Linked DNA regions of Mus musculus: region 1 is linked to region 2. Evidence: chromatin contacts called from public HiChIP or PLAC-seq data. All regions are on one chromosome and are shown on one strand. Each heading gives the region's core, a stretch centred on a gene start, on an enhancer-like site or on the middle of the called end of the contact. The rest is flanking DNA. Distances are from core to core; before and after follow the strand shown. Region 1 overlaps Spata13 (spermatogenesis associated 13). Region 2 has its middle 50 kb from the start of Amer2.

The links. HiChIP or PLAC-seq counts read pairs in DNA pulled down with a chosen protein or histone mark.
Region 1: a contact with region 2 is called in a FOXA1 HiChIP or PLAC-seq map of pancreatic cancer cells. The contact joins two enhancer-like sites. A contact is called at or near these places in 2 of 115 datasets of contacts at active chromatin or transcription factors (bone marrow-derived macrophages and pancreatic cancer cells).

The regions. Positions count from the first base shown.
Region 1 is chr14:60,740,045-60,743,044 of GRCm38.p6, forward strand. The region is part of intron 4 of Spata13 (spermatogenesis associated 13); the gene reads left to right. Among named protein-coding and RNA genes, the nearest start is that of Gm34997, 26 kb to the right of the region's middle. Within about 2 kb of position 1,652, at least 91 of the 459 cell types and tissues checked have an H3K27ac peak or open chromatin away from gene starts, as enhancers often do. A contact at or near this core is called in pancreatic cancer cells, where this site is marked.
Region 2 is chr14:60,426,167-60,429,643 of GRCm38.p6, forward strand. No RefSeq gene overlaps it. Among named protein-coding and RNA genes, the nearest start is that of Amer2, 50 kb to the left of the region's middle. Within about 2 kb of position 1,950, at least 49 of the 459 cell types and tissues checked have an H3K27ac peak or open chromatin away from gene starts, as enhancers often do. A contact at or near this core is called in pancreatic cancer cells, where this site is marked.

The sequences.
Region 1 (3,000 bases), core at 402-2,901, 310 kb after region 2:
CTGCCACTCCCAGAACAGCCTGTTACCAGCCCGTGTTTCCTGTATTGCACACAGATTTTCTGTCTTGTTACCTGTAATTGGCATTACAGAGATGGCCAGTGCTGCCCTGAAATGGAGGGAGACGAATATTCTATTGAGGTCCCCACTTCACAGCACCCAGTAAAAGAATAGTCTGCACTTATATACGTTTTTTTTAAAAAAATCATTTTATTTGTTATTTAAGCATGTTCATCTGGAGGTCAGGGGACAGCTAGTGGGAATCGGTTCTCTGTTTCTGCCATGTGAGACCTGGGGATAGAATGCAAGTCCTCAGGCCTGACTGTGGACGTCTTTACCACTGAGCCGTCTTGCTAGCCCCCACTTTCCTTTTAGAATGCATTTAGTTATTTAGATTGATTGATTGAGACAGGGTCTCTACACATAGCCCATGTGTGATTGCCCTTGAACTTACTGCAATTCTCTTGCCTCTTTCTGAAGATGTGGCTTTTAAATGGAATGGTCGAGAAGCATGAGTCTTGTCTGAGGAAGGGTGTCATGTAGGAGCAGCAGGACACCATCAGAACCAGGGTGAGGTGGCGTGTAGAGGATCTCGGGGCTTTGGCTCTCCCCTGAGGCTGATGAGCAGTGATGCAGTTTGAATTAGGAGTGATGTAATAGCTGCCTAGGTACATACAAACCATAGGTATTGGGTGGGGTGAGGCAGGAAGGACAACAAGGAGTAGCTGAGTGGACCTGTTAGGGGGGCCCAGGCTTAAGTGTTGAGAGATAGGTGGGAACTGGCTGGGTTCTTATCCTCTTTGGAAGAGAAAGTATAGTTCAGGTCGGCCTTGAAACGCCAGGGAGGAAGAATAACCTTGAGTATAGGAAACATGAAAACCTGTTCCTATTACAGTTGGCAGGGCGAACTTGAAAGGGGTCAGGTGCCTTTGCCCAGGCTTCTTTAGCCAGAAAGTGAAGCCAGTACAGCAACCTGGGAATTAATGACATACACTCACGCCTGTCTTGCAGCTTGCACTTGGCACCTGTGTCGTGATCGATGCAGGAAGGTTGGTGTGGTCCTCATGTCATCTTTATGCTAGCTGTCTTTATGCCAGCCATTTCTTCAGGCTGCAAGTCTTCTGCCCCTAGCCACGCCCACCCCAGTTAGCCGGTGGGGCGCTGAGTCAGTGTACCTGGGCTAATGGAAGCCACTCAGCAAGAGCTCACTGTGGTATTGAATCTGTCCCATGTCCCACCTCGTTCTTGTAAGCATTTACAGCACCAGCTCAGGTCACTTGTCATTTGTCCTTGTCACTTTGCAACCCCATCCCGTGAGGTCTGGCACTTTCCCAGTGAATTCTTTATATTTCACTAATGTAAATTATGGATTGTAGATAACTACTGTCTTTTTAAAAAAAAAGGCTGCTTTTCCCAGCAATGGGCAGATCAGGTGGCAGGGTCCTCACTAGGCCAACATTGTTCAGTGGTTCTTTGAGGGAAAAGTGTCATTTTCAGGGTTTTGCTCTCAGAGGCCCCAATGCTTTTCTTTTCTTTCAATCTGGCTCAGCCATAGCTGAAATGTGATAAGGAGAAATGCCAGTGGTACTGGGCAGTGCCAGGTCGCTGCTGGCCGACATCCAAAGATTCCTGCAGCTCTGGGTCCCAGCCAGACCCAGGGTCTGTCTAGTCTCTACTCCCCCACGATCATTAGAACCTTTTAGCTGTAAACCCAGGCAGGCCACCAGGCCTCACTCAGGCTGCTGTTTCCCCTACAAGCCTCCCCCAGTTCACAAAGGCTTTTATCTTTAGTGCTTTTCCTGGTGCCTGAGACAGCCAACTTATGCATACAGAATATCTCTTATTTCCTGAAGACTTCCTCCGTCAACATCCCGTACACATACCCTGGGAATGTGTCATAGACCATGTACGTAATAAGTAGCCTTCAGTTCTGCACCTGCAAGGCCTGTGACCACAGAAGGGGCATGGAAGCTACGATTTAAAGGAAGAGACGGTACCGTAATTCTCAGACTGCTGAGGCCTAGCTTCCTCAAGACCTCACATCCTCCAGCCCTGCATCCCTGAAAAGTGGGGGAGGGGAAGCTTGTAGGTGCTGATGACTGCTAGCACACGCGTACACATGTATGGCTGCCCCTGCCCACCTGGCTGCCCTTTCCTGAGAGACTCAGAAAGATACCAGATTCAGGACATCAGAGGAGCTCCTGAGAGTGTTCCTGTGCATCTGGGCTTTGGGTTCAAGTTCAGGAGTGGCTTGGCTCACTCCCTGAGGCACTTCCAAAGCAGCTCACTACATTGTAGCCAGAGCTTGCCTGATTGCAGTTAGGGATGGGAGCTGAGGCTTGGGGTGGGAGAAGGGACTGAACACTGCAGGCACCCAGCAGCCTCTGTGGAGTTCCAGCCCAGCTGCATCTCGTGCATTTGTCCAAGATTCATGGGCACGTCGGTATCCAGAGCCTTGACAACACTGGTATACAGCCGGGCACGGGAGTGTGTTCTCAAGAGCGACAGGAGAGCTCTGAAAGCAGTGTTGCTACAACAATCCTGTGAGGCTTGCAGGGGTCAGGGAACCCCAGCCCCAGAGGACAAGACAAGAAGACATGGGCTTATGAGTGTACCCAGCCAGCTCTCACATGCCACTGGAAGAAACTGAGTGGAGCTTAGGCCCATGGGATGGGGCAGCCCAGGGTGGGTATCTATGGCAGAGGAGCCTCCAGGTCACCCCACTGCTTCCTCCTGTGCTGTCCCTTTTACCAGTCCCTCCAGAACCTTGCTGAGCTCATCCAGTTCCCAGCCTGAGGATGACGTACGTCATCAGTCACCCGTGGACTATCGTTCTGCTCAGCTTTCAAGGGTGGGACCTTGTTGCCCGTTCACTGCAGCAACCCCGTCTCCACACAGCCCACCACTTCCCTTCTTGTTGTAACAGAGTCCTTCAGTCCTGCCCTGTCACATTCTGCAAATGTTATTTTCTGGAACCTACAGTGTAAGGGGACCCTGGATTAC
Region 2 (3,477 bases), core at 700-3,199:
TAGTAAAATCTCACATTTAATAATTTTTATACTATGATATCATAAAAAAACAACCACAATTCTCACTTCAAAGGGGATAAGAAACAGTTTATTCTGGAGCCAAATATGAGCCATTATAGCCTAAAAATACAGATTTAGGTTACCCTAAATTTTGTGTTTCAATGTGGAAGCAATTTCACAAAGTTTTTTACATTAACAGAACAAAGAAAGTCATAGATCAAGACACTTTTCAAATATATTGGTAAGGACATCAAAGGGGCGAGGGTTACAGGAAAATAGGGAGAACTCTGCTATAGGCCTGAGATGCTGTCTGACAGCATTCCTAGCCCTTTGATTGGTGGAAGTTAGGGTTGTGCTAATATTTTATAAAAAGTGCTTACCAGTTAATCAAAGGATGTTAGGTCCATCCCAGAGGACCAGGAGTTGTCTATGTAGAGGGCTAAAATGAGCAAGATAAATCGTAGTCAGTTCTGGAACTGCAGCATCCCAACCTCTCCACATTCATGGGAATCCTGGTCTCCCAGGCAACCTCGCGGGAGGTTTCCGTTTGCAGGTACAGCCTCTCTCTGGAAACTTTCCCTCACATGTTGGCTGCTGTGTAGGACAGACACATACAGTAGAATCAGAGCCTAGTGTAGCACACTGACCAACAACAGGGTCACCAAGAGTGAGCAGCAAGTGACAGAACACAGGTGACGAGGCAGTAAGGACTGCACTGGAAGGGAAGAAGACTCCTGTCCCCGGACACTCAGAGAGTGATCTTAAGTAATGTCTTTGAAGAGTGATGAACCTGACCGAGGAACGGTGTGACGGCTCAGGAAAAGGCCGCCTTCAGCAGGGAAGAAGCGGACTCCATGTCCCATCTCAGGTTGGCCTGAGAAGAGGCTCTGGATATCGCCATAGCATGGGACAGGGAATCTGCTCAGTACTCAGTGTCTAAAGGATGCTGCCCATTTGGAGATGTGTCACAAGACCAGCACACTCCATAGCTGTGACACCCTGACCCAAGGGTGGAAGTCTGTCCTCTGCAAGTGTGCAGCAAGAGACTCCTGTGCTCTAGACCCTGGGCAGCTATCAGCAGCCATCTGCTTATTCTCAAAGAGCCTGCCTTTAGCTTGTCTCTTTCTGGGCCAGGCTTTGTATAATTTTGTCTGTATTATCAAGCACCTAAGTCTTTGGCCTATCCCTTTTTCCCCCTCTAGACTTTCTCCCGGAGCTTTGGGGAGGCTGTTTGAAGGGAAGAGAGTACGAGGCAGTGTTCTTGGGATGCTGACTCTTGGAGTAGCTAGTCATGGTACCCTGATTGTCCAGGGCAGCAGAAACCCTGTCACTTTCTGGTTTGCTGTGTGGTTCTGGGTGAATCCACACTAAGCCCAACCACACCGAGTACCTTCTTAGCTGGGCTGAGGACTGAGGTGCAAGATGGCTTTCTGTTGTTTCTTAACGTTCCCTTTCAGGATCTTCACATCTTATCAGGAGAAAATAAAGCTTACTCAGAAAAGAAGCTGAAGTCAATACCAACAGAATCTATATATGTGAAGTGAAGAGGCCACAGGAGTTTACAGAGCATCCTGGTCCAGCAAAAATAGCTGAAGCTGCCTATATGCACAAGAGCAAGGTTCTGCCCGCTCTGACATCTCCACAGACACAGGCAATCTACAAATCAGTTCTGGGGAGAATTGTGTTTCAGTTATTAACATCCAAATGCCAGTGGGAAATAAAAATTATGGAGTTCTTAACTGTAAGTCACATCACAAGAGGAAGAGAAAATTTTATGAAGCAGCAGAAGCAATCACAGCACAATGAGCTCCAGGGAATGAGATGAAAAGTCCACCCACCCTGCCCTTCAGATAGGAAGCAGAGGCTGGGGGAGGCCAGCCAGTCCCCAGCTCATTAGTCACAGACTCAAGCCCAGAGTGCCTTGCTCAGCCTCTTCCCGCTGTGTGCTTGCCTTTCCTGAAAGTGTCAGGAGGCAAAATATCTGTCTGATGATTTCTAAATATAGATCTAGACAGCCCCATAGGGCTGCGGCTTTAAAATATTTGTTTAATGACTTCTTCCAGGACAAGATTTCAGTCTGACTCAGGACTTTACGTGAGCTGCTTTTCTCCTTGATATGACAATATATACCAGACGCCAAGCAACTTAAGGAAGGAAAAGTTTACTCTGGCTCTTGGTGTGAGGGGATACGGCTCGTCACCGTGGGAAGGCACGGTGGGAGTACACAATGGCAGTCACATGGCACCTGCAGTCTAGGAAGCAGACAGAGATGAACCATGGCATCCAGGCCATCCTTTCTCTTTAAATCAGCCTAGGAGGCCAACTAATCAGATGGTGCTGCCATGGGTGGGGCTTTTCTTCATTGGAAGAATTGGACCATTCTCTGGAATGGTCCCTGAGGACACACTTGGTGACAGTGGTGACAGACCCAGCCAAGCCAACAGTGTCTATTCACCACCACGAACCGTACAATTGGGTGACTCCATCTTCTGCCTTTTATGACAAATAGACACCTTTCTTGAAAAAAAGTGCATCATTAATCAGTCAAGGGTGACTGGTCCCCAGACTCTCACTACTCAACCCTGTGGCTGCTCAAGTGCTCAACCCCACTCAGATAGTGTGTATGTGCACAGGAGCTGTGAGCATCCTCTCCATGTTAAGTCCTGAAGGGACCCTGGCCAGCTCGAGGATGGCGAGCATGGCTCTGACAGGCCTTGCCCTTCTCTCCCATTCCTTCTACCTTACTAAAAACCACTAGATTACATTCCTAAAGCTAGCCACACCAAGGTCTATTCCCCTATTTGTGCAATCTCTCCTCCTGAGGCTGGCTACCACGGTGTGGCTATCAAAGTATTGAGGTCCAGCAGTCAAAAGCCTCCTTTGACTTACCTAATTAACATACCCAATTTGAGTTAAACAATTCCCCTTGTACCTTTATAAACTATTTACCTATGGGCCACAGTCTGTCTCCTCCCTACACAGAGATAGTCCTTTGTCCTGTTCTCTCTGGGACAAATAGCCCTTCCCTCTCTCCCTTGTTCCCTTCCCTTTCTCCCTCATCCTCTATCTCCTGTCTTTGTCTCTTATTCTCTGCCCTCTGACCCTCTGGGGCAAATAAATCTTTGTGCTGAGAACTTGGTCTGGGAGCTTAGTCTTGAGGGTCCTGAGCTAATACATTTTCTTTCAAGTCCCCACTGGATAACTTACACTACCTTCCGATGTAACTGTTGTATTGTTTAAGTAATGCGATCAGGGAAGAAAAGCCCGTACGTGTTCAGTACAGATGTAATTCTTTTCATATGTATTTGATCTAAGATTAACTAAGTAGATTTTGAGGTGCTAACTATATTAGTTTTGGATTAAGAAGTCCTTGGAAAGGGGAACTGCAGAGACAACTGTGTTCTGGATTGAGGCAGGGCTGCACTCTGAGGGACTTGCTGTCGCTAAGACATCTGCTCTGTTCCACCAAACCTATTC